Linked DNA regions of Mus musculus: regions 2, 3, 4, 5, 6 and 7 are each linked to region 1. A link is a contact called in public Hi-C, HiChIP or PLAC-seq, Micro-C, capture Hi-C and promoter capture Hi-C data. All regions are on one chromosome and are shown on one strand. Each heading gives the region's core, a stretch centred on a gene start, on an enhancer-like site or on the middle of the called end of the contact. The rest is flanking DNA. Distances are from core to core; before and after follow the strand shown.

Region 1 (3,709 bases), core at 884-3,383:
ACGAATGGATGCTGCATATTGCCATACATGATACAATGTCACTAAGCTGAAAGTAACCTAACAAACCAATTCCTTTACCAGCATCATGTATGACTACAGTTTGGTGTTTTCACTTGATTTAAGTATCACCAAGAATCTTTCTTCACAAACACATCTCATTAAAATAAAATTTAAAGAAAAAACCGCAAAGTCAGATTTCCTGTAAAAGACTTTTTTATTGGTAATTTTTTTTTTTTTGTCTTTCTATCAGGAATTACCCGGTTCTAAGCACAATTATCAAAACTAGAAAGCAAGACCTTTCAGTGTGGAAACTGAAAAATAAAGTCATCTACTTCCAAAGATGCACACAAACCCTGGATCTACTGAAAAAGCCTGGAAAGAATTATGGCTCCTTTAAAAGCAGATAACCCAAACCAAGGTCATGGCTGCTGATTTGAATGTGCAAACAGCTTTCATGTTCTTAGAAAGCAACTACCTTTAAAATATGAAACCTGGATATAGAACACATTTTCTGAATTCATTAAATCAATGTCACTAAGGGTGTCAGAAGCTAACACTACAGTAACTTAATATTGGAATAATTAACTGTCGATGACACAAATTCTGTATGGAGTCACTCACTAAAAGACTCAACAAGTGGCATGACTTCAAATGATGCTTAATAAACTTTATTTGCAGCAAAAAGCAAGCTATCACCTAAAAAAAACAGAAAAACAAGCTCTTAAAAATGGTTTCAGTTACTGACACATCCACCCCACCAACTGTGTTGTCTAGCACTCCAACTACTAACAGAACCTGTAAGGCTGGACACATGGTCACAATGGAAAAATATGCTCTCCACCCCTTTCTGCGGGATCTTGGGCAAATACTAGGAACCCCTGTGAGCAGCTTTCCCAATTACAATATGAGGTAATGCTTAATTTAAGTCACACGGTTACTTCCAGTTTCCAAGAAGGAAACTTACACAAGGGGTCCAGCTCCTAGAATGAGAACCAAAGGATTAGCTCTCTGACTACCCAAGAATTTTAAAAAAGGAGAATCAAGGCGTTCAAGTTAAAAACTCAAATATTTTAAACGGAGAAGAAAAGCTACGTACGGGAGGGGACGGAACATATGTCGGAAAGAGGAATAAAGTTAGGAACTTGCCTGGTATGGCTGAAATTATTCTGAATACTTTGCTTTTTTTAATTTTAGGAGCAAAGCCTAATCCAAATACGTTAATGGCTTGTCTACTCTGGGAAATGAAAAGACTCTGGGTAGTGGCTACAAGTATCAGGTTCTTTGCCTCACAAGTCTGTGTCCCGCTGAAGGACTAAGGAATCCAGTCTCTCTCTCGTGTGTGTGTGTGTGTGTGTGTGTGTGTGTGTGTGTGTGTGTGTGTGTGTGTGTGTGTGTGTGTGTGTGTGTTACTTAGGGCGCTGGTAGTGGCTACAAGTATCAAGTCTCTCGTGTGTGTGTGTGTGTGTGTGTGTGTGTGTGTGTGTGTGTGTGTGTGTTACTTAGGACGCTGGTAGTGGCTACAAGTATCAAGTATCAGGTTCTTTGCCTCACAAGTTTGTGTCCCGCTGCAGGACTAAGGAAGGAATCCACTCTCGCGTGTGTGTGTGCGTGTGCGAGTGCGTGAGCCGACGAGTGGCGCTGCGATGGTCGCAAACGCGGGGCCCGGACGTACCCAGCAGAGAGGTGCCCGGGTCGAAGCACTTTTTCCCCAACACCACGGACAGCCATGCATTTCCCAGAGTCGGTCTTCCAGCACCACCCGAGGCTGCGCCGGGTCCCCACCCGCCACCGCCCACGACACTCACTCCGCAGCAGGGGCGACGTCTCCTTCTTCACGTACTTGCCCTGCACCTCGGCCGGCTTAGACACCTCGTTTTTGGTTTTCTTGCGGGACAGCATCCTCGCGGACGACTCCCGCCGCCGCCCCAGCAGCCTCGCTAGGGCCGCGAGCCTGCCGCCCGCCGCCGCCTCCCGGGCCGCCGCCGCCGCCTTCGCCTCGGGTCTCCGCCGCCCGCGCCCGCCCGCAGGCTCCGCCGCATGTTGGCCGCGCTAAGCGCGCCCGCCGCCGCTCAGTCGCAGGGCAGCTCCTCCCGGGAAGTCAGCCGGCTCAACGACGCCGCCCGAGGCCGCCTTGGGACAGGGCCGCGGCCGCCCACCAGGGCCATGGTCCGCCGCCCGGAGCCGCTACCGCTGCGGCCACCGCCTACGTCCGGTAAACTTTCCCCGCGCCGCTGGGAATGCTGGGAAAGCCGACGCGCACGGGCCGCCCCTCCCCCGCCGGGCGCGGACGCGGCTGCGTGCGGCGACTCGCGACGGGCGGGCGGCTAACGGGCCGGGTGTGGCGACCATCGCGGCCCTCAGTGCGGCTGCGCGGGCCGGCTCCCGCCGCTGGGGAGCTGGAGTCCGGGCGGTCCGGAGCCCGCTGGGCGGCGAGCGGCTCTCGCCTTGGACTTGCCTACCGCCCTGCTTCCCGCAACCGCAGCCGCGTGTCCTGGTTGCTGAGGGAAGGCAGCCCTCGGGTGTGCTGGGACCGCGAGGGCTACACCTAGTAACACAGATGACTCTTCTGGTGACAGCGTGACTACTGTAAAAACTGAGTCTCCGTTTCTTCTGTCCTCTTATTATCTCCCCCAACCCTTGGTAGCCCACCCCCTTTTGTGCCCCCCATCCCCATCCGCGCTTTCGGATTAAAAAAGAAGATGGAGTTTCTACAGCTCCTAAGATAAATTTGACGTTAGTGTATTTATTTCATCATTTTAATATGTATTCTTAATAACCACATGCCTTCTCTTGCAGTTAAGTCTTAGAATTTTGAAGCCTTTGAGCACCAGAGTTCAGAACTGGGAGTTTTCTATCTAATATATCAGATTCTACTTTGTTCTCTTTAACTCGCTCAGGTACACAGAATAACTTGGAGAATAAGATTGGGACTCACTCCTCTTGATCAAAGTAAGGCTTTCATAATGAAGAGAATGTGCTTAAAACACAGAAGCAAAACACCAACCTCAGAACAAGACACCAAACTGCTCTTTTTTTTAGCCATGCACAAAGACATTTAATCAGTTGTCTGTCTCCTGTGTTTTTATGAAATGTTTCCTTGTTAAAGGTCCCTATAATCCTATAACAAATATTTTATTGAGCACCCAGCATCCAAGGTGCTGTTTTAGGTGTCTGGGATATAACAACAAAGGTCCTGCGGTTATGGGGAAGAGAGATCACAAAAAATAAAACTAGTAAGCCATAGTATGTAACAGAGTGAGCGCTGAAGGAAGCATAAACAAGAGAGATCCCACAGCTTGGAAAGGGGGTCGGATAATGAAGCCAGTGAGAAGGCAATGCTGGAATTAGCTTGCTATGGTGCTATCTGGAGTGAGGCCTCAGAAGAGCAAATGCAAGTCACTGCAAGTGGTCGTGTTTCTGGCTCATTGTAGGAATAGGAAGAGGGTCACGTAGCTGGAACTGGAACAGAGAAGAGTAGAGGGAAATGAAGTTCCTTGGTAACTGGCCACCCACCTAGGCCTTTGGAGTAGAGGAGAGACGTATTTAATGCGATCACTTTGGATGCTGTGTGAGAGTAGACTGAATGGGGGAGTGGGGTTTCAAAATAAGGGAGGTGATAAAAAAATATTGCTAGCATGCATATGGATAAAGGCAGCAGGACAAGCGCTAAGTGATTGTAGGCATTTTAGAGTTGCAGCAGGGTTTGCTG
Region 2 (3,709 bases), core at 765-3,264, 990 kb after region 1:
CTGTTGACCAGACTGTCCCAGAACTCAAGAGATGTGCCTGCCTCTGGCTCAGAGTGCTGAAATAAAAGGTATGTGCCAATACAGATTTTTTTAAGATTTATTTTTATTACTTTTAATGTGTGTGTGTGTGTGTGTGTGTGTGTGTGCTGCCTAACCTGGGTGCTGTGACTCAAACACAGGTCCTCCAGAGGAGCAGCCCATGCTTTTAATTGCTGGGGCATCTATCCAGTCTCAGCATTAACATCTCCTAAGAATACAAAGATTGTAAACGCTGAGGTTGATGGCATGGCTCAAGGGTTAAGAGCAAAGAAACTCACAGCCACTTGTAACTCCAGTTCCAGGAGATTCAAAGTCACCCTCTGTTCTCTGTGGTCACCTGTTCTCACGTGCACACTTCCTCCCCTCAAACATGTAAAAATAATAAAAATACTACTACTAAGCAACCCTTTTTCCACACTCGGAGGGAGGCTGAAACACAACGAATGAAATGTGTGCTGTTGGTTTTTCTTTTCTTTTTCCTTTTTTTTCTTATGAAAGACATTACCTAGGCTTGGAGTGATAAACCAGGGTTGTAATTCCATCTTTAGGTAGAGGCTGAAAGATTAGGAGTTCAGTGCCATCTTTGGCCAGCCTAAGATACTTGAGACTGCTTCAACAAAACAACGAACCAAAATAAAGTTGATTGATAGTGGGTTTTTAAAAATGTGTTTTTATTGATGTTTGTTTTGTTTTCTTTTTAGACAGGGCTCTTATATTGCAAGCTGGCCTCCCGTCCCTGCCTTCTGCATCACCCTGCTGGAAAATATTTTCTAGCTATATAAAATAAAAGTCTCCAGATATTTATTTATTTTGTTTTTTTGAGACAGGGTTTTTCTGTATAGCCCTGGCTGTCCTGGAACTCACTTTGTAGACCAGATTGACCTCGAACTCAGAAATCCGCCTGCCTCTGCCTCCCGAGTACTGGGATTAAAGGCGTGTGCCACCACGCTCGGCTCAGATATATTTTTTTAAATAAAAATATTTCTAACGTTGTATTTACAATTGGGATTTAAAATCCACCCACCACTAGGTCAGGTTCCATGCCCACTCCTTTGATTTATCTGTTGCCCTCCCTCCACTTAATACTTAAGATCATAACCTGATAGTTGTTAGAATGAGCCGAGCAACTGGAGTCCCCCAAGCCACCTTAGCCTTTCCTAACGCTAAGTCTCATAATCTTCCTAGTAGGAATGAAGATATTCTAAAGAAGCTCTTGTGCTCCTCTTTTTGATAAGACTCCAAGAAACTGGAACTTCTCCAGGAATTACATGCTGGGTGAAAGAAGGCTGAAGCCTGCCTGGTTCCAGCCAGAGGGACAGCTTTCTCTCACACATAGATTTCACACCACCTTGCAGGAGAGGCTAAAGTTGAAACCATGATGGAAAAGGTATCACACCTTGACCGAGGCTGCTTAGTTATGCACAGCAGTTGAACCAAACGTCATGTTCGGACTCTGATGATGAACTTGGTCGGAGGATGGGGGGGTCAATTGCCTCCTTTTGTTCCTTTTCCTTTTTTTTTTTTTTTTTTTTTTTTTTTTTTGGTGTTTTTGAGACAGGGTTTCTCTGTGTAGTCCTGGCTGTCCTGGAACTCACTTTGTAGACCAGGCTGGCCTCGAACTCAGAAATCCGCCTGCCTCTGCCTCCCGAGTGCTGGGATTAAAGGCATGCGCCACCACGCCCGGCTTTGTTCCTTTTCCTAAGGTGGGTTTTTCCTTCCCCGACTTTTAAGAATTCCTGTCTGTGTGGGCTACAGAGGACAGGTGCCCAAGCCTGTCCTCCTTAGGATTATTAGCTACTTAGGACTATTAGGAACTAGGCTCTGACCTTAGCTCTTCCAATACCAGTTTCAGTTGACACAGTAGCAACTTCTCCAGGGAACCGCCTCTATGGTTTCTGCGCACGCGCGCTCTCTGCTTTTTTTTTTTTTTTTTTTTCCCCCTACAGTTTTCGTCCCAGCCCACGGAACAAGCCGCAAGAGGAAAGGCTATTGGTGGAGAGCGCAGCCAATGGGCGAGCCTGTTACTAGCCTGCGCCGTGTGCGGCGTAGGAGCGGCGCTTGAGGCCTGGAAGCGTTCCGCGGCCTGCCGGGTCAGCACCATGAGCTCCATCGGCACTGGGGTGAGTCTCTCCGCGCCGTCTCTTCCAGTTCGGGGTTGAAGGCAGTGAGGAAGCCCGGCTGCGGCTCGGAGGGCCGCTGGATCCCCGGCGCTGCCCGAGTCCTGGGGACCCGCGGCCTCTGTCTCGGTGACCCCGGCTCCCGCGGCGGTTCGGGCCGGTCCTGTCCGCCCCCGTGCAGCGACAGCCCCGGGTGCTGAGTCACTTTAGTCTCATGCTTAAGGAAACTGAAAGTGGAGACTCGCGGGCCTGCCGCAGTGCGAGCTCCCCGGCTCGACCCTCGAACGGCCCCTTGCAAGCCCCTGCTGGTCGCAATGCCTCGGCCGGATCGCCGAGTGCGTCGTGCGGCCGCCGCCGGCCCATGCAGGTGCTGCGGAGCTGTGTGCTGCGGTGCTGCTGACTCACAGGCCTGCCCGGGCTTCCCGGACGGAACCTAGTTAGTGGACGTTCCCTGGAAACGGGACACCACCTAGAAGAAAGGCTGGATCTCATGAGTCCTTGCCTTTCCTTTGCGTTCTGCTTTTCGCGAACAAGCTATTTTAAGCGAGTCTGTAAGCATTTAAAGGGTTATCTATGGGCCTAAGCGCCTCCGATTTGTAAGGAGTATTGAGGATTTGCGAGCTGGACTTTAATTTGTTGGGGCTAAATACACCCAGTGTGTGCAGCGATTTACCCCACCTTTCCTTTGTCTCCATATAGAACTACTTAACAGTCTCGATTATTTGCAGTAGAGGTAATGAATGAATAATGCGTTTCTTGGTTATCCTTGTTTCCCCCATTATTTTGATGCTCACCAAGTGTGGTGCACCCCTTTAATCCTAGCACTTGGGAGGTAGAGGTAGGAGGATCTCTGAGTTCGAGGCCAGCCTGGTCTACTTAATGAGTTCCAGGACAGCCAGGACTATGTAAAGAGACCCTGTCTTTAAAACAAAACACGCGCGCGCGCACACACACACACACACACACACACACAAACAAAATAAGATTTGCTGCTCAGAATTAAACTCGCATACTGTGTTCTTATGCTTAGAATTAAGTGGTTACAAGATATTAATACTATGTAATACTTTTGGGATAAGTGCTCAATAATATGTCTCAGCAAATTGGCTTTGCAGTTGTAGTAATGTTATCCTCTGTCAGTGGTCAATCCATGTGGAATATTTTAATATGAAAGTAACCCTGAGTTTTAGGAAGTTTCACGGTTGAAGGCTTGTTTTCTGGCTGTCTTCTAAGAATTGTAAATACCAGTATTTGTCAGTCATTTTGGGCCATTTGGTTTTCTTTTTTTTAACCCCTACTGCTGGGCAGTTGGGAAGGCCAGCCGAGGGCCTCAAGAGCTAGTAGGCAAGCACTGAGCCCCAAATCCTATATTCAATTAAAGAAAATAGTGAGTGTGTGTGTGTGTGTGTGTGTGTTTGTAGGGGGTGGGGTTGAGATAGAGCCATACTGGCCTAGAACTCTGCATCTTTCTGTGTCAGCCTCATGAGTGCTGGGACCCATCCGTATTGCTTAGATATGCAGCAAGAAAGGATTATTATTTAATTTTGAATTCT
Region 3 (3,709 bases), core at 324-2,823, 840 kb after region 1:
CTCTGTAGACCAGGCTGGCCTCAAACTCAGAGATCCACCTGCCCATCTCTGCCTCCTGTGGGTTGGGATTAAAGGTCTGCGCCACCATGGCCCACCAGGCTGGCTGGCTAGTTTTTATGTCAATTTGACACAAGCTAGATTATTTGGGAAGAGGGAACTTCAACTCTTGAGACCTGCCCCCAACCACACTGGCCTTTGGTGAATTTTCTAATTGATGATTGATGTCAAAGGGCCCAGCTCACATGGAAGGGAGAGGGGCTACAGTCCCTGGCTTGGTGGTCCTACATACATAAAGAAGCAAGCTGAGCCTGGCCGGTAAGAAACACTTTTCCACGGCCATGCCGGGTTTCTGCATTGAGTTCTTGTCTTGATTTCCCTCAGCGACGCAGTGTGACTTGAGAGCTGTGTGCAGAAATAAACGCTTTGGTTTGGTTTGGTGTTTAATCACAGCAATCAGCTATTTCAAATACAGCTTCTATGGGGTATCAAGTGTTCTTCCTCAGGTGTCTGCACCTACATGAAAAAGCTAGAATCTCAGATTCTCCTCACTGGAGCAGCACCATCCACAAAACACTTAGAAGCTTGTAACTGTGGGTGGCAGTGCCCCCACCACACACACACACTTAAGCTGCTAGACACCTAAGCAGGTCCAGATAGGTGCAGCACAAACAAGTGGACTTCGCTTCTTTACCCGACTACCAAAAGGAGCAAAGAACCCTCCATTCCTCTTGGGATCTTTGGGGTTATTGAAATCTTCTAGGGCTGTCTTTTGCACTGCTCACAGCCAAGCCGGCAACCTTCACCAAGGGTACACATCATTTTGAGGGCCACAGGCAGCGGCTGTTTCAACCTGGGGAGACAGACTGAGCGGGGGCGGATGGGCTTAGGCGGCACTCACAGCCCACATGCAGGATAAAAACCGTGAGGTCGAAGTGGGCGCCTGACGGGAGGGGGATAGAGGAATCACGAAATCTCCTCTTCTCGCAGGGGCCGCCCCAGTTCAGATTTATTAAGCCGCAGCTCACGTAAAACAACCACCCCCAGGTAACCCGTCTAGGCCTGTGAGGGAGAGGCTAGGGACTAGGGTGTGCGGGAGGATGGGGGGGGGGGGGGCATGAGCGGAGAAGGGGACCATTCCGAAGGAGGGGAGGGCGGACAGTCTATTACCCTCGCACCGAAGCCTCTGTCCCTTTGGGAAAGGCATGCAAAGCATATCTCACTCTATATAACCCACTTGAGCCCGACTCGGTTATCCGATGTCACCCGCGTCCCCTGGTCCCTGGGTCTCTTCACCCCTCCGCAGGACTCTTGGTTGGGTCCGGGGCGGAGCGGGGCGGGGCGGGGGGGGGCAGCGCTCCACGTGCAGCCGCGATCACCCCAGCTCTCTGCTTCTTCCGCTGCTCGGTCTCCGCCTTCAATTTGGGGCGGGGCGGGGCCTCGAGCAGGGAGGGCGTGTCTCGGGCGGGCCGTGGGCGTGAACTCGAGGGGGCGGAGCGGAAGGCGTGGGCGGGGGGCGGGGCAGCTGCAGCGTTGGTCTGGCGGCAGCAGGAGTGCTGGGAGCTGCGAGTAGGCTCGGCGCCGCTGGAGCAGACGCCGGTTGTGAGTCGGAAGCCTGGCGCTGTCGACTTTGGAGGTACGCGCGGGAGCGGGCGCCGGCCTGCTGGCCCCCTTTCTGGGACGGCGCGCCCTGGCCGCCGCTGTGCCCCCTGCTGGTCTAAAGTGCGATTCCCGGCTTTGCCGCTCTCGGCGTCTTTCTTCTTTCTCACGGGGCTCTGGGCGTCGGGCACCGGGCGGGCAGGTCGCCTCTCCGCGAGTTGGAGCTCGCCCACGCCGGGGCGGGAGGCCCGGGGCCCCCGGGCAGCCTCGGCCGCGAGGGAAGCGCGGAGCTAGGGGGCTGGGCTCTGCGTTCCTGCGCCCCGATCTCCGAGACTCTGGCTCGAGGGGTGCCTGCCTGTAGCGCCCCGTCCGTAACTAGCTGGGACGAGCCGTGAGTCCCGCGTACCCGAGCGATGTGCGGTATTGCCTGTTGTGCGCGCAGGCCGGACAGCCCACTTCGGGAAGGCACCCCAGCGCGTCTGTCCGGTATCCCCGCCAGTGCCTAGTGTGGGAAACCCTGAAGGGGGCCTTGGGGACACACGAGTCCCGGGTGCGGCCTGCAGAATTTTGGTTTCTGGAGGAACTTAACACGACCAGGTAAAGGAGACCACTAGCCTCCCCTCCGGGAAAGCGGGGATGTGGACAGCTCGGGGCCACCCAAGTGAAGTCTACAGGATTTAAACAACACTTGGAGTTCTAGAATGGCTTAGCCTGATGGTGGAGCGCTTTCTTAAAGGCAGGAATGGATGGAAAGCTGTCAAAGCAAGCACATTTAAAGTTGAGATAAAAGCTGGAACAATTTTCAGACCGTACAGTTGTGTGGCTAGTGTCGGAAGAAATTCTGGCTCAGTGGCCCCCTTACACCTTTGGGGGATTTGTTTATTTATTTATATAAGCGGCCAGTCTGTTTTGCTAGCATTGCACCCCGGGAGCTGTGTAGTGCCCACTGCGAGGAAGGAAAACTTGTGCAAGGATTCTCGGCGCGTTTGAACGTGGAAGGGAAAGCGTACCTTGCCAGATTTTCCACGCATGATTCCCCCCTTTCTTTGGACCGAGTGGTGTTTGTTTACCGGTCTTCGAAGCATCCACCTACATTTAGTTTTTGCACGAAATACCCACTGTTGCCACAGTGTGTAGTTTGGGGATTAGAGAATGCTTTTGGAGAAAACTGCTAGTGGCTTCATTTTCCAAGAATGTAAGTCATTTCCTTTCTGTGGTTTCAGGGAGTTGATATTTCACAGCATCAAAAACTCTGTGGGGAAAATTTTCCGTAATACATCTGTCATTTAAAAGGCCTGTGACTTTTGAGTTTTCTTAAGAACAGAGCATAAATTTAGGCCCGACTTTGTTGAAAGGACAAAAAGAGTTTTTGTTTGTTTGTTTTCTCTTATCCCGAATCTAGAGCATTGAGAGTGCTGTAGAAAGTTGTAACAGCCAAGACCTACAAATGGCTTGCAGGATGGAGAGTGGGGGAGGGGAAGAGAGCAGAATGGAGCAGGAAAACAGATGCCTTTTGCTTCGGTCCTTTGTAGTAAAACTTCTAGCACCTAATCATTTTCCTTGGGTGTGGTTTTGAGAAATTATAGTTTTACGTTAAAAATGAGAATACTCCACAACTGGAGGTGGTTGACATGGAAATGTGAGGGTTTTAAGGGGAGGGTATGTTTATAAACATACTCACTTAATATTTTATAGTAAAGGAGACCTCTGGTAGATTATTGGATGGCGAGGGTCCCCCCGGGGATATCCTATATCAAGTTATCTGCAGGATATCTTCTCCAGAAAGCAGACTGACTGTAATAAGAACTACCCCCCCTTTCCCCGCCCACCTACCAGCTTTGAGTGGCTTACAGAAATACCTGCGATCTGACACAGTCACAGCTCTTGCAGGGCTCAAAACATTTTGAGCCAGGCAAATCTTCTGACTTTCCCATCGCTTCCTTTTTGGGGTTAGCAGGGGTTAAGACATCAGTTTCAGATACACAGTCTGAGGGTGTAGATTTGAGATACCCCGAGCTTTACAGGAAAATACCCGAAAGCAACACGGGCAGGCTGGAAGCCCTCCTTTTAAAACAAAATGCTCCCGTATGCTATACAGGTTTTTTAAAAATCT
Region 4 (3,709 bases), core at 545-3,044, 790 kb before region 1:
GCCACGAGTCTCTCTATGACTAGTTTCATAAAAACATATATAGTAATGAAATTACTGTATGTCTCACTACTCCCAATTTTCTTTTTTTTTTAGGACTGTGTCTCACTATAAAACTGGCCTCAAGCTGGGTGTGGTGGCACACGCCTTTAATCCCAGCACTCCGGAGGCAGAGGCAGGCGGATTTCTGAGTTCAAGGCCAGCCTGGTCTACAGTGTGAGTTCCAGGACAGCCAGGACTATACAGAGAAACCCTGTCTCGAAAAACCAAAAAAAAAAAAAAAAAAACTGGCCTCAAACTCATAATCCTCCTGCCTCAGGCTCCTGAACGTTAGGGTGTAACGCTCCTGAACGCATCATTATGTCCGATACTTGGGGCTTGATACAGTATAGTATAAAATAAAAGAACGGGTTTTATGATCCCATTAGCCCCATCACAGGTGATAATAATTAATGGTATAATTATAATAAATCTACTTAAGTCTTCAAATATGCCTTAATCCCACTGTGATTTAGAAAAACATCTAGAAGAAGTGAACTGTTTTGGCAGGCTGGAGCTCAGAGCTCAGGGTTGAACAGTCTACAAAGCTATTGTTGTCTGTGACAACTTGACTTTCTGGGAGGCTGCAGGCCAACACTCTGCCACCGAACTACACCTTAGCCTCTTCACTGTTGCAGTTTACATATAACTTTGATATAAACCTCAAACAAAATTACCAAGTGCCCAATCCACACACACACTTGTTTTTTTGAGACAAGATCTTACTAACTATAGTTATAACCTTTTTCTCAGGAGAGACTGAACCCTCAATTTCTTGCATACATTTCCAGAAGTCTAGAGAGAAGTCACTAAAATCCACTGGTTTTCTAGTCGGTGGACCCCGAGTAAACAGGTGTAATACGGGTCAACCGTGAAGGCTTAAGAGCATCCTTAGGATAGAATACGTGCAATCTTCTCTTTGAGAATGAGCTTAGCCTGCACTGTCATCGTATGAATAGATAGAAAATATTTGTTTATGTGCCTGTAACAAAAAATGTTTAAAGTAAGATAGAGTATTTCAAATAGTGAGAACGGTTACCTCCAAAGACTCCTTGTTCAAGCCACAATACCACTCTCGCCAAAGTCCGTGGCTCTCTGGAGATTTTGCCAGTACTATGACTGCATTATTTAAAGAAACGCTAGTCTCGGGTTCTCTGGTACTCAACTTATTCTCTGGAGCAAACTGCAAAGTGCAGGAATAACCCGAGTCTTGTGTAGAGAAGCACAATTCGTAACCGACGGGGCTTAGATGTCCGTGAAGAGTTTGTGGCAGAATCCCAGGCACTTGGATGAGCAAAGTCAAGGAGTCTTCGTCCTGATTACACTGTAAAGGAGGGCACACGGGTGCGATGCTCTCGGTTCCGGGGTCACCCATGGCTGAGCCCGCGGTGTCGTGGCGGGTCCTCTCCTGCTCCTCATTCGTCTGGACACCGGGGTCTCCGCACAGGGATTCGGTGTCGCCGCCCGGGAAAGCAGAGTAAGGGAGGCTTCGGTCCCCAGGAGAAGTCCCTTTCCCGAGGTCTAGAGGTGCCACCGAGTCCCCTCCGAAGTCCTGCTCCGGTTCGGGAACGAGCTCCCCTTCAGCGTGTGCAGCCCCGGGGTCTGGGGCTCCCACACCGCTCTTCTCCCCGTGGTCAGCTCCGGTTCCATCTGCAGACTCTTCCCGCGCCGCTGCAAAATCGCCCGCGGAAGTGCGGGCTACGTCGTCAGTTCCGGTCTCCTCCGCGGGCTCTTCCGGTGTCGCGGCCGGGGGTTCCTGGCGCGCGTCGGCCAGCGCCACCGGCAGCGTGACCACCAGCTGCCGCCGCGCCTTGTTGTACTGTGCCTTGCCGCGGCCGTCGTCCACCGGGTACGGCAGCGAGAGCCGCAGCCGGTAGTCGGGGTTTCTCGAGTCCAGGCACAGCAGCTTCCCCTTCACCTCCAGCTCCGCCCGCTCGACCGAGCGCAGCAGCGGCAGCTCGATGGTGACCACCAGCTCGTGCGGCACGGTGCTCGGGGCCGCGTCGCGCGAGCAGCGGTAATCCTGGAGGTCTACGTGGTGGCGCTGCACCACGGAGCAGCGCGGCTCCGTGGGCTCTGGGCGCTGCACGGCCTCGGGAGCGGGGGACGCGGGCGAGCGGGCAGTGTTCGCCGCCGCTGCCGCGGGGTAGCGGTATGGATATGGTGGGTCCGGGAAAAGCCCTGGTGGCTCCCCCTCGGGCTGGGCCGGGACGCCCCCGGGTAGGGGCGTGCGGAGCACTGCGGCCTCGGGCATCCCCTTGTACTTGATCTTCAGGGTCTTGGCGTTCCTGCGGTCCAGCCTGACGCCGAACTGCTGCTCCACCGCCTCCAGGGCCGTGGCGTCCAGCATTTCGCGGAAGCGCTCGTGGCTCCGGGCCAGCGCCAGCGCTTCGGGGTGGAAGACCACGTCGTAGACGGTGTAGCGGGCGCCGTTGCGGCCGGCATACTGGCGGCCGGGAGCCAGGCTATAGGGCAGGGACCAGTGGCTGCCAGCTGCCGTGCCGCCGCGCCCCGGGCCGGGCCGGCTGCTAGGTACGCCTACCAGTGAGTTGCTGCACACGTTCACGTAGCAGCGGTGCTCCCCGTCCAGGCTGGTACGCAGCACATGGCCCGGCTCAGGGTGCACGAACCGCACATCCACCCCACGCTCCCGCTCCAGGGCTGTGATCTCCTCCTCGTAGCGCCTCCGGTTCTCGGGGTCCGTGATCTCCGCGGCGTACTCGGAGAACATTCGGCGGAACTCTGGGTCCTGAAAGGCGGAGGTGAACCGCTGCACCTCCTCTCTGCTCAGATCCAAGTCCTCCAGCGCTGAGGAGGCCGCCGCCTTGGCCATGGTGACCCACACGGCCCAATGCCCAGACCCAGTGAAGGATCAGGGTGAATTGAGTGTCTAGGATGCGCTTCAGAGTCTGGCTCATGGAGAACTGACCAGTCCAAGAAGGTAACGGCTGGATTGTCAAGGCCGGGCAGCGCGTGCTTTGTTGCCATAGTAACGCCTGGGAGGAGGGGCAGCGATCTGGTAGAAATGCTAGAAATAGGCTCCACTGTTACTTCAAACCAAGCAGACACTACCTGCTACAGGTTTTAAATTACTGTGTCAGGATACGTGTACTTTGCAGTCTATTGTGGTAACTGTCCTCATCTTCAGCGCTGTGTCTTTATCTTATTAACTGTTTAATTTCACCAACAAGAGAGAAGTTTACTAGCTAATTCACAAACCTAACTTTATCTGACTCTCTTTACTTTGTGGAACCAACGTTAGTAAACCCTTACCATTTTCAGGTATTCCACCTTATAGTTGTCTCCCAGAAACCCTTGGGGGCAAAAGATGACAAAACAAATCCCAGAGATTAATAAGCATCAGAAAGGTGTTCGCTTTTTATAATGTAAATGCAAGCTCTCAAATCACTTAGCAAAATTACAGTTTGTCCTGATCAATTTCCTTGGGTTGAGAATAGAATTTATAACTGCGCTTTTTTTTTAAACTAGATATCCTTAGATTGACTCTGTAGTCTCTTAACAATGCTCCACTAGGAACCAATGCAGCAGATGTAGTAGTTACATAATGGAACTTTACTGTGCCAGACTATAGAAACTTGGTTTTGTTACAGGGCTAGGTGTGGGATCCAGGACTTCCCACCTGTGGCCTGAGCTGTACCACTGAGCCACACAC
Region 5 (3,709 bases), core at 827-3,326, 760 kb before region 1:
AGAAAAGATGCGGCGGTAACTCCACCTGTCCAGGCAGGAGCCTGGGAACCAAGGACCAGGATATCCTGAGGTCCCAACTGAACCAACCCTTTGGGAAAAGACACTACTGTGCGACTCTCGGAACTCTGCACTGTGCTAATAATGGAGCCTCGGTATCCTTTTAAATGTAAATCAGAGGACACAAAGCTATAACAATTTAAGCATCATCAGGAAATGTTACTTACAGGGCTGCTTTTCAACTGCATCGATGATCTTTCCTAGGTTCTCCTCTAGCTCCAATTCAGTGACAGACTGGAGAGCTTCAGTCAGATACTTGGTGGCTTCACTAGTGACAGAAAGAAAAGATGAGACCAAGAATTTCTCGGGGGCGGAGGGTGGGGTAGGGGGAAACTTTTACTTAAATCTTATACAACTCAAGCTTTATAAAAAGCTAACATAACAGAAAACTCATATCTCCCTCTAAAACCTCAAGTAGCCCTCTAAAGTATCAAGGCTTGAAACAGTTCATTAAAAAAATAAGTGAACAGGTAAAATAACAACAAACCCCTGCAGCAGGTCTTGGTAAAACACCTTTTTAAAAAAAATCTAAATTGGGCTGGAGAGATGGCTCAGTGGCTAAGAGCACAGACTGCTCTTCTGAAGGTCCTGAGTTCAAATCCCAGCAACCACATGGTGGCTAACAGCCATCCGCAATGAGATCTGATGCCCTCTTCTGGTGTGTCTGAAGACAACTACAGTGTACTTAGATATAATAATAAATAAATCGTTTTTAAAAAAATCTAAATGAGATGGGTACACTGGACATGTGAGATGACCCTGTCCTGACTGGAGTGTATGAGACTCAAAGCCGAAACTCTGAGTTAAGTTTTTGTTTGATTTTCTAGACAGAGTTTCTCTGCATAGCCCTGGCTGTCCTGGAACTCACAGAGATTCACCTGCCTCTGCCTCCAGAGTGCTGGGATTAAAGTTGTGCTGGATAGCTGGCCCACAGTGAATGCAGGCATGAGTGCCATTGAGTCTCTAAATCAGAGGGTAATCTACTACACAGCACTAGATAACACACTGTCTTCCCACAGGAAAAGTCCCATGGCGTTTAATTCCACACACGGTGCTTTGAGGCTAAAAGACTTGAGTGTATATCTCAATGAATCAATTAATGAGCTTCCAACAGCTTTATAATAGTACATTTTAAGGGAAAGGAAAGGAAAAGCTATTGCTCAATTAATCCTCTCTCCAAATGTCAGGAATTAACCAAATTAAATTCATCACTTTCTCCCTGGGTAGACCCAGGTTGACCCTTGGACACTCCTGGGCAAAACGTAAAGCTAAAAGGTTCATAAAGTTCACAGTTACGAAAACAAAACATTCACACTCTGACTCAGAAAGCTATACGGATCTCAGCAGGTACTTAAACGGAAAGTGTATTATAAAATGTAAATTGTAATATGAGATTTCTTGGATATGTTCATTTTTAAAGACTGAAAAGACACACTACAGCCAGGAAAACCTCCTTTGGGGGCAAATTGTAAACTAGGAAATCTAAAAAAGCCAAACTAAAAACACGTTTAAAATCTATCCAAATTTTACTTCTCCAGGCAATAATGAAAATTCCACACAGAGACGGGTTTGGAAGACTCATACTCTACAATATAAATCGCCAACAGACACGCATATGGATTCACCCATGTCTCTCCTTCTCTGACACGTCTCTCTGTAACTTCCAGAAGTAACACTGTAATGATTCCCATTCTGCAGAGGCGGGGACCTCCGTTGATCAGAAGCCAGCACGCCCCCAACTTCCCCGCTCAGTTCGGCGTCAGCGCGCAGCTCCGCCCAGCCTGGAAGTAACATTCGCACCCGGCGCCAGGATCGCGGAAACCCAGGTAGGCTCTGCAGCCTCAAATGCACCGGAGAGACATCGCCTCTTATGACAGAATGTTCTAGATAGGGCATTGCGGCGGGTCAGGTTACCTCGAGACTCACCTCCTGAGCAGCAAGCCCCGCAGCTTGAAAGCTGAGACCGTGCGGCTCCGCAGCCGCTCCGGCGCCATGTTCGCGATTTGGCGCCACCGCCGACGCCCCGCCCCCTCCTGGAATAGACACACCCCTTGTCCCGCCCTTATATTCTTGGGCTGGTGAAATGGATTTTTTTGGCCTTACTAACTGCAGGGCCTCTGGGAATCTCAGACCCTGCCTAGGGAGTGAAGTAGGAGTGGTCAGAGTGGGAACAAGCTTCCTTTATCCCAAAAGCATTTTCTGAACACTCAGCTTCCCGGACACTCAGCTACCCTCTTCTACTCTGACTCTACCCAAGCTTCCTGCACCCAGAGTCTTCCCTTCCAGGGCTATGAGAGTTGTAGAGCCGTTGTTTCCCGGTTCTACACATGCTCAGGAAATACTGTGTTTTCACCGTTTTCGATCACTCCCATCCGACCAGTTTTAGTTGAGGGCCTCTCCACGATCCGCTGTCATCATTTAGCAGTCCCACTTTTTTCATGACATACCTTCTTTTTTTTTTTTTTTACTGGTGGAGTAACAAACCCAAGATTATAAATGGTTGGTATGAGGTGAATTGCCAGTGCGGTGGAGCTGCTCTTGAATCGTTATTCTCAGTCCTACAAGTAGACTCAGTAGAGCACATCTTAAAATGTTCCCTCTTGCTGAGTGTGATGGCACATGCCTTTAATCCAAGAACTCAGAAGGCAGAGGCAGGGGGATCTCTGTAAACACCTGGGCAACTTGTTCTAGAGAATGAGTTCCAGACCAGTCAGTGAATCACAGTGAGACCTTATATAAAAATCCATCCATCCATCCATCACACACACACACACACAAACGCACACACACACATATACTTGTGCTGTTGAGATGAATAATCAATTGGCTGTTTATAAATAAGCATGCAACTTTACAGGACACAAGAAAGCTCTGGGCATAAGACCACAGATCTATAATCCCAGGCCTCAGAACGGGGAGGTGCAAGGATTCAGGAGGCAAAGGCCATCTTTGATGTCACAGCAAGTTCAAAGCAAGCCTAAGATACCTGAGGCTTAGTGGGAGTGGGAGAGGCAAATAAGCCAAAAACTTGAATGATTTCTACAACGGTATAAGCAATTATCTCTGGGGCGTATATTTAAGATCTTTCTGAAAAGGAAAACAGTAAAAAGAATGCATGTGTATATTTGCTTGATTTTGCATTTCAAAACTTTTGAAAAGTTAAACTAGACAACAAAGAGAGATCCCAGCTGTGGTGGTTTGAATAAAAATGTCTCCCGTAGGCTCTGGTGTGTAAACACTTGGTTCCCAGTTGGTGGCGCTGTTTGGAGAGATTCAGGTGGTGCAGTTGTGCTGGAGCAGCTGTGGTGGCTTGAATATGCTTAGCCCAGGAAGGGGCACTATTAGGAGGTGTGGCCTTGTTGGACTATAGGTATGGCCTTGTTGGAGGAAGTGTGTCACTGTGTGGGTGGGCAATGAGACCCTTTTAGCTCCCTGGAAGCCAGTCTTCTATTTGTTTTCAGAACAAGATGTAGAACCCTCAGCTCCTCCTGTCCCATGCCTGCTTGCACACTGCTATGCTCCTGCTTTGATGATAATGGACTGAACCTCTGAACCTGTAAGCCAGCTCCAATTAAATGTTGTCCTTACAAGAGTTGCCTAGGTCATGGTGTCTGTTCTCAGCGGTAAAACTCTAACTCAGACAGTAGGCTTT
Region 6 (3,709 bases), core at 860-3,359, 690 kb before region 1:
CTAGTTCTTTCTGAGTTCTGGTTGGTTCAACTCAGCTGTTCTGATTCAAAACTCCTCTCCAAGCTGACTGATTCAATCTCAGTTCTTTTTTTAAAAATTTTTATGTATTTATGTATTTGTATATTTATTTATGTATTTATTCATTTATTTATTATATGTAAGTACACTGTAGCTGTCCTCAGATACTCCAGAAGAGGGCATCGGATTTCATTAAGGATGGTTGTGAGCCACCATGTGGTTGCTGGGATTTGAACTCAGGACCTTCAGAAAGCAGTTGGCACTCTTAACGACCGAGCCATCTCGCCAGCCCTCAATCTCATTTCTCTTGGCTTCTCCTGATTGCTCTGCTTGGCCTCATAACTAACTTTGGCGACATGTTCTAATCTTCTGCTCCTTCTCATTCTCTGGCTTTCTGTCTTCACCTGTGGCTAGCATGTTCTCTCTCTGCAACTTGTCTCTGTACCCTCTCCAAGTAAAGCTGCCTCTTCTCTCTCTCTGCACTGGCCCTTGAGGAGTTCCCCTTTCCTCTCCTTGTGAGCGTTGGGTACATCCTGTTCTATCAAATCTTTCTCTGATCTGCCACTATGTCTGCTATTCAACTAAACATCACTTTCAAACATGGGTGCTTCCTTCTACAAACTAACTTTACCTTCATCATTTGAGATTAAAGTGTGTGCTAAGGGTGTGTCTGTATTCCAATCAGAGTAGCCATGTTGCTGGATAAAAATCCTTCTACAATGGCCCAGGACTATTTGTAACTATTGATAGTCTCATGGAGTGACAGAAGTCTAGTCTCTTGAGGACAAGGGACAGCAGTGGCTCTGTGGTGTAGATTACCTTCATCTGGCTTCTGTGGCAAGATTCTCTGGGATGCTAACTGTTCTTGTTAACTGAAGTGTATCCGTCCAGAACATGGGTTTTGTGCTTAAAAGCTCACTCTGAGAAAGGCTCGTTGCTACACTGGGATCCCAAACTAATAAAGACTTTCTATTGCCTTAAGTTCATGTCTGAGCTGTCCTCTCTAGTGGCTATCCCCACAACACCATCAAATTTTTCTTGCAAACAATAATCACGAGGCAGTAAAATGTGTCCAAGTGCAGCTCATCTGGAATAAGGCTGATCTGTGGAGGAATATCCACTTGCATGCTCCTGACCCCTAGGGCAAGGTGATTTCCACTGTTGGACGATCAGTTGCTCACCACAAACCTCAGCTTAGTGCAAATTGGTCATTCACATTACAGCAGATTTGCAGTGTGAGAGGTTGTGGCCAACAGTGAGAGATGTCTTCTACCCGCCAAACATGAAACTGATGCTAGATTTTCTTCTCCAGTGTCATCCAGCACGAAGTGGCTGGTGGAAACGCTGCCAATCTCTTTTTGACAGTATACACCCTGGGCAGCAGCAGGAAGGCCATTTCTCTCTCTGACTGTCTCTTGCAATGGCAGTGAGGAAGGCCCCCCTCAGCACAGCACCAAGGGCACTGGACATCTCTTGCATGGCAAAATTGCCCCAGGGAGACCTGGATGAATCTGGTCAAGAAACAGAATCTGCCTGGTGGAGCACACCTTTTATCCCAGCGCTTTAATCTCAAACCCCAGACCCTTAACTCTTGTGTTTCAGCAAGTACATCTCCAGCAACTGGTGAGAGTTTCAAAGAGAAAAGCTTTTTTTGGTCGTTTTTGTTAAGTGTGTATTTTGCTCAGTATATATTTAGCAGTCCCAAAACGAAGAGAGGGAGAAAGAAAAAAAAAAAAGACAAGATGAGCAGCACGGAGAGCCACCATTTAAATGAGGAGCCTGAAGTGTTTTCCAGACCAGCCTTATTTTATGGGCGAGGAATTGGGTTTAAATAATTCGTAATTTTCATTTGGCCTCTTAGAAGCCCAGATTGTGAGTCTGGGATTCGCATTCTTTCCCCAAGGGTGGGTTGTTATGGTTTAGGAACTATCCAGGCCAGAGCACCCTGAGGCGGGAGGACGGATGTTGGGAGGACTCAGATGCCCAAGGGCCCGACTGGGAGGACTACACAGCAGTAGGACAGCACTGCGGTGGGACCGGACGACGGGAGGCTCAGCAGCGCAGGGGGCGAGAGCGCTTCCGGAGCGTGGGGACAGTGTCCGCTGCGGACGACTTCCGGCGGCGGCATAAACAAGGCCCCGGCGGCCGGAGGCGGGGCGGGCTGCGAGTGCGAGCCCCGTCGGCCGCTCTCCCGCTCTGAGCCAGGACCCGGCCGCGGCGCGGTCCCCGCGAGACCCGCAGCCGCTGTCGGCGCGCGCCCCAGCGCTCGTCCCGGAGGCGGAGGCGTAGCGCAGGACAGGCGGGTCGTCAGCGCTGGCTGCGCGCCGCGGTCCACCGCTCCGCTTTCCTTTGTCTCCCGTCTGCGGGGCCGGAGCGGTCTCGGTGGCCAGCGGTGCAGCCTCAAGATGGCTGATGGCAACGAGGATGCTCGAGCGGAGGATCTGCCGGGCCCGGCCTTCGAGAACTACGAGGCCATGGAGCTGGCCTGCCCGGCTGAACGCAGCGGCCACGTCGCTGTCAGCGATGGGCGCCACATGTTCGTCTGGGGCGGCTACAAGGTCAGTAGGGCGGAGTGGGCACGATCGCCGCCGCGGCTCTTGCTCATTCAGGAGAGCATCTTCCCGCCCTGCCCTGGTGGATTCGGGGATCCTGGGCTATTGTCACCGCTCTCTTGAACTTATGAGTCAGCCTATCCCACGCACCCCCTACGCATTGTCTTTGGAGTGAGCGGAGCGAGGTTCTGTTATTGTGGGTCGCGTAGCGGGTGACTGTGGCCCGAGGTACGGAAAAGGGTGGGGGCGAGGGTGTGTGAGAATCACTCATATACCTTTGGGCCCGGTCGCCCGGAGCTGGGGCCATTTAGCCGACAGACACTATATTCAACAATATTGTCACTGTGTGAACCAAGGCCACAGGAATCGCTTGCTCAACCTCCCCGAAGGTGTAACGGTGTCATCAACACCTGTGCAGATGCCCCCACCTATCTATTGTTTGAACGCAGGGCCATTTTTCTTAACTGGTCTCAGCTGAGAAAGGATTGCTCCTCAGTAGGCCTTACTGCGGATTTTAAAGGAAAAAATAGCCAGTGAATCCCCAGCAGCGTATGTAATTGGAGTGCAGGCCTTTGGACTTTGTGACCAAGTATCTTTTTAGTCATTTGCATTGTTTTATACCGCGAGCTGGGGAATACTGCTCAGTTACCTCCTTAAACCGCTGCTCACTGGTTCTTCTGTACTGGTTTTAGAATTCCATGATACACTCACTCTAGTTCTTGGATTTCATGTGGTGCACACTCATTTGAGCCATTTGACCTAAAACTATTTTAGTGTTAAAATGACGCCCCCCCACCCCCCTTGGGAAGTCCAGTTCTCTGCGCCTGTGGTTTGCTTAAGGACTCTAATAGCTTATAGTACTGACGACCTGATCATAGGTGGCCATTTTGAGACAACTGTCCCATACCTTGTCGGTTTAACCATTAGTTATTTTGCCAGCGTGAATTAATGCATTCTGTTGTCCCTGGCTTCCAGGAATCAGGTATTTAGAGGTCGATGTCGAGAATTCTAGAGATTAGAGAGCAGGTGTGTAGTGACTATAGTAGAGAGCAGGTGTGTAGTGACTATTATTTATTTATTTATTTATTTATTTATTTATTTTTGGTTTTTTGAGACAGGGTTTCTCTGTGTAGCCCTGG
Region 7 (3,709 bases), core at 602-3,101, 630 kb before region 1:
GTAGCCCAGGCTAACTAACCTTACCTCAGTCCCCTGAATGCTGGTGTCATAGGTGTGAACTACCATACCCAGCTCAACATTCTTTGAGAAGAGATGATGGCAAAGTACTACAAGTCTAGCACAAGAAGAAAGATCATCCTAAATATGAGATCAGTCTGCTCTGTATCAAGTTCCAAGCCACACTCCTTTAGTTCTGGTACTTGGGAGGCAGAGGTAGGCCCATCTCTTGAGTTTGAGGCCAACATGGTCTACAGAGAGATTTCTAGGACAGCCAAGGCTACACAGGCAAACTCTGTTTCAAACAACAACAACAATGAAACAACAACAACAACAACGAAACAACAACAACAACAACAAACAACAACAACAACAACAACAACAATGAAGCAAGTTCCAGGTCAGCAGATTAAGGCACATGGATCAACAACAACAACAACAACAACAATGAAGCAAGTTCCAGGTCAGCAGATTAAGGCACATGGATCAAGTCTGGGGATTTAAGTTGGATCTTACCCCTGACCCCTCATCTCACAGCAAAACTGACTCCCCCCCAGGTTGTCTTCTGACATTCACTTGAGAGCCCCAAGTTGTACCTGTTTGTTGTTTCCACCTACACAGACACACACACACACACACATACATACATACATGATAAATAGATAGATAAATGGAGTTTTAAAAATTAGCTCCAAACTTAAAATTTACCTTCATGGCAAAACTCGACGGCATCATGTTCTTAGGCCACTCAAATTCTGTTGTATGAATACGTATACCAGACTCAAGTAACAGTGTAGCTTTAAAATCAGGTCTGTTCAAGAGAAAGCCAAATTTTTCTTTAGGGAATTTGCCAAAACTTATTCTCTGAATTTAAAAAAACAAAACCTAAAATGCAGGATATATATATATATATATATATCATAATTTACCAAAAACAATCTTATAAAATATTCTTACTTTTGAAGCCGAATAAGATATGTCTTGTTATCCACATCATAAACGTTGTTTACTCTCATTCCTAGCAAGCTGAAAAAAAAAGAAACATATAACAAATCATTGTTCTTGGTTGAAGCAAAACTTTCCATCATTTATTGGTGTTGTGGAAAAGGAACTCTTCCGCTAAGATACCTCCACCGCCTATAAAGGTATCCTCAAATTAAATGTAGACTTTTAAGCACAAAAGTGGCCTGTTGATCTCAGTAACACCAGACTACTAGTGCTGGGGTGGGGTGGGGGGTGTAAATACAGTAAAATTAAGTCTAAATGACTTATTCGGAGCGGAGGAAGTAGCCGAGTCCCCGAAAATGCGACAAAGCTCACACAGCTGAATAGGCGACAAGTCCAGGACACAGGTCCAAATCTGCCCATTTCAGCTGGAAGGCCCTGCTACTTCTCTTTGGGAAGAAGGACGGGAATTCTGAAGAAGCCAGGCCGCCAGTCTGGAGCAAAGACGATCACTCCCGTTCTACCAAACGCTCGCTGCGGGACTCAGGCCACCCCGGCAAGACCTCTCGGAATCAGCGCCAGGGAGATGCAGCATCAGGCACGGTCCCCGGGGGGGGGGGGGGGGGGGGTGTCTCCCGGGGGCACCGGCCCCGGGCTCGGCCCCCAGGCCTAGAGAATCCCCGAGGCACCGGGACGACCGTGAGGCTCTCCGTCTCGCGACCACCCGGTGCCCGGCCTCCGCTCCCTCTGCTGTGAACGAGCCTGTCCACTCCCACCACCATACCTCGCATTCAGTTCCGCGAGCACTGCGCGGAGGTCAACCGTGCTGAACCGGCTCTTCATGGCTAGGCTGCGTGTCGCTACCGCAGTCCTTTCAGGGACTGAGCCGACGCAGGACCACTATGCTTCTGCGCATGAGCGCTTGGCTTGTGTCTACGGCAACCCAAATGACCCAATATTACTTATAGTGAAAGTGCGCTATTTAACCGAAGTTTGTTGTCAAATCATGATCAATTATTTTTTTCACTGTGTAAAAAAAACTCGACATAGAACTAACTACCTTCTCGAAACTGCGTCCTTTCCTTGAACAATGACCGGGTTAATCCCGTCCCCTTGTTTGGGGATTAAAATGGGTCTCCATTAGGATCCTGTAGGTCATTAACCATTAATCAGTTGCCCCAGGAAGGCGCTATCGCTCAGGATGGAAGAGCAAGGGGTCTTTCTAAACGCGAATTTGAGACTAGACAAAAACCAACGGTTGGTTTTCCCTGACTCTGACAAGCCGTAGAGATGGGTTCCTATTTTGCTGGGTACTACTCTCCGAAATAGGATTCTGCGGCATACTGTAGAATTCTCATTCAAGTTGAATGGGGTGGGGTTCTATATAGCCCGAGTTTCATAAATTCTTGGCACCTCAAATACTCAAAAATTCACTAAGTAAAGATGTCAGATAAAAATAAAGTAAGAGTTCCCATGGGAGAAGGAGAAAAAGTTCTCCTCCCACACCCCAGCGTTCTCTAAACTGCTTCAAGTTCTGCATGCTACCAATTCATACATAAATTATTCAGGGTTCAAATATACGATAGTTAATTCGTCTAAATTTTTCTTTTTAAAAGTTCTAATGTTAGTAATAAACAAATCTAAAACTAAGAACAAAAATCTACTAGTTTTGGACAGTGGAAGGTGTGTGTGTGTGGGGGGGTGGTTGTCATGGTCATTTTTGATACAGGGTCTTTCTATGTAGCCCAGGACACCTTAGAACTCTGAATTTTCTTGTCTCTGCCTTTTTGAGTGCTGAAATTACCAACACATTTAGAAACTGGAGGAATTTTAAAATCAGTGAAACATGTATTTAAAAGTTTAAAGTCATTAGCATTCACATCGCTATAAGTTCTTAGAATGGGTGACCAAAAAAGCAAAAGAAAGCAGGGAAAGTGTCAAATTTGTATATCTAAAAACATAAGGATTTTTGTAATTACTCTGCTTTTGAGACAGGGCATGCTATATAGTCAAGGTTAGTCTAAACTCACCCTATAAGCCAGGCTGTCCTCAGTCTCCCTCTGATTCCAGCCTCATTGGTATTGGAATTGCAGGTACATACTATCATGCCCAGATAGATCATAAACCTTTAATGTTGGCAAATGTGTTAATCTAGTTTCTATTGTTGTAACAAAATACCAACAGTTAAACAATGTACAAAGTTCACAGTTTTAGCAGCTGGAACTCTGAAACTGAGTAGCCACATCTATTTCAATCTAACAAGGGCAGCCCCCCTGCTACATTCCAGCATCTTGAGGGAAGCACATGGAAAGAGAGGGGGCAGTTCCGAGGTGAGACGGAAGCAGCAGGGGTGCACGCGCCAGGCTTCTTCTTATGATAGCTTCTTCATGAGTGAAACTGGTTTCTCTCAAGAACAATAGCATTTCTGATTTTTAAAGGCTTTCACCGCTACACCTGGCACCAAGCTTCCAGCACTCGAAAGGGATCTAAAACACAGCATTTTGTAGTAAGCATCAGTTTTTTATTCTATCCTAAATACAAGTAGAAGGCTAAATGTACAGCCAAAACATATACAGAGTCTTGGACATGGGGAAATTGATAGAAAATTGTAGGATATTTAAAATCAAAGTACAACCATGTTTCAGAAGAGAGCAACAGATCTGAATCTTTTTCAGCTCTTATCAGTCTTCCTCTGAGTCAAGTGTGGAGCTCTGGGGCTCATGGAGCTTCAGTGCTTCTGTAAATGGTTTCTATTACTGTTACACCA

Evidence for each region. Promoter capture Hi-C pulls out the DNA fragments that hold promoters and counts their contacts. A called contact is a pair of places that touch in the nucleus more often than the background predicts. HiChIP or PLAC-seq counts read pairs in DNA pulled down with a chosen protein or histone mark. Capture Hi-C pulls out chosen DNA fragments and counts their contacts.
Region 2: a Hi-C map of B cells shows a contact between it and region 1, with 9 read pairs. The contact joins the promoter of Psma3 here to the promoter of Sav1 in region 1. A contact is called at or near these places in 2 of 484 Hi-C or Micro-C datasets (B cells and nephron progenitors), 2 of 115 datasets of contacts at active chromatin or transcription factors (astrocytes and differentiating embryonic stem cells) and 2 of 9 other capture datasets (embryonic stem cells and macrophages).
Region 3: a FOXA1 HiChIP or PLAC-seq map of pancreatic cancer cells shows a contact between it and region 1. The contact joins the promoter of Frmd6 here to the promoter of Sav1 in region 1. A contact is called at or near these places in 3 of 39 promoter capture datasets (the C10 cell line, cranial neural crest and erythroid cells), 1 of 484 Hi-C or Micro-C datasets (B cells) and 3 of 115 datasets of contacts at active chromatin or transcription factors (astrocytes, large pre-B cells and pancreatic cancer cells).
Region 4: a contact with region 1 is called in a promoter capture Hi-C map of liver, with 2.2 times the contacts expected there. The contact joins the promoter of 9330151L19Rik here to the promoter of Sav1 in region 1. A contact is called at or near these places in 5 of 39 promoter capture datasets (cranial neural crest, erythroid cells, frontonasal cranial neural crest and 2 more), 1 of 484 Hi-C or Micro-C datasets (pre-B cells), 2 of 115 datasets of contacts at active chromatin or transcription factors (the 230-238 cell line and bone marrow-derived macrophages) and 2 of 9 other capture datasets (adipose tissue and liver).
Region 5: a contact with region 1 is called in a promoter capture Hi-C map of erythroid cells, with 4 times the contacts expected there. The contact joins the promoter of Pole2 here to the promoter of Sav1 in region 1. A contact is called at or near these places in 5 of 39 promoter capture datasets (the C10 cell line, cranial neural crest, embryonic stem cells and 2 more) and 2 of 9 other capture datasets (liver and macrophages).
Region 6: a contact with region 1 is called in a capture Hi-C map of macrophages, with 4 times the contacts expected there. The contact joins the promoter of Klhdc2 here to the promoter of Sav1 in region 1. A contact is called at or near these places in 3 of 39 promoter capture datasets (cranial neural crest, liver and pre-B cells) and 2 of 9 other capture datasets (liver and macrophages).
Region 7: a Micro-C map of embryonic stem cells shows a contact between it and region 1, with 4 times the contacts expected there. The contact joins the promoter of Nemf here to the promoter of Sav1 in region 1. A contact is called at or near these places in 6 of 39 promoter capture datasets (the C10 cell line, cranial neural crest, liver and 3 more), 1 of 484 Hi-C or Micro-C datasets (embryonic stem cells) and 1 of 115 datasets of contacts at active chromatin or transcription factors (memory CD8 T cells).

Annotation. Positions count from the first base shown.
Region 1 is chr12:69,984,869-69,988,577 of GRCm38.p6, forward strand. Sav1 (salvador family WW domain containing 1) reads right to left here and starts at 2,134. Exons shown (of 5, transcript NM_022028.2): 1 at 1,806-2,134. The coding sequence starts at 1,899.
Region 2 is chr12:70,972,609-70,976,317 of GRCm38.p6, forward strand. Psma3 (proteasome subunit alpha 3) reads left to right here and starts at 2,015. Exons shown (of 11, transcript NM_011184.5): 1 at 2,015-2,159. The coding sequence starts at 2,139.
Region 3 is chr12:70,823,941-70,827,649 of GRCm38.p6, forward strand. Frmd6 (FERM domain containing 6) reads left to right here and starts at 1,574. Exons shown (of 14, transcript NM_028127.3): 1 at 1,574-1,633.
Region 4 is chr12:69,195,417-69,199,125 of GRCm38.p6, forward strand. 9330151L19Rik (RIKEN cDNA 9330151L19 gene) reads left to right here and starts at 1,795. Exons shown (of 2, transcript NR_033222.1): 1 at 1,795-2,199; 2 at 2,312-3,709. Dnaaf2 (dynein, axonemal assembly factor 2) reads right to left here and starts at 3,013. Exons shown (of 3, transcript NM_027269.4): 1 at 1,076-3,013. The coding sequence starts at 2,869.
Region 5 is chr12:69,226,114-69,229,822 of GRCm38.p6, forward strand. It overlaps Pole2 (polymerase (DNA directed), epsilon 2 (p59 subunit)), which reads right to left and starts at 2,077. Exons shown (of 19, transcript NM_011133.2): 1 at 1,984-2,077; 2 at 225-325. The coding sequence starts at 2,051. It also overlaps a transcript of Klhdc1 not described here.
Region 6 is chr12:69,294,572-69,298,280 of GRCm38.p6, forward strand. It overlaps Klhdc2 (kelch domain containing 2), which reads left to right and starts at 2,110. Exons shown (of 13, transcript NM_027117.3): 1 at 2,110-2,576. The coding sequence starts at 2,424.
Region 7 is chr12:69,355,325-69,359,033 of GRCm38.p6, forward strand. It overlaps Nemf (nuclear export mediator factor), which reads right to left and starts at 1,852. Exons shown (of 33, transcript NM_025441.3): 1 at 1,727-1,852; 2 at 955-1,023; 3 at 706-808. The coding sequence starts at 1,785.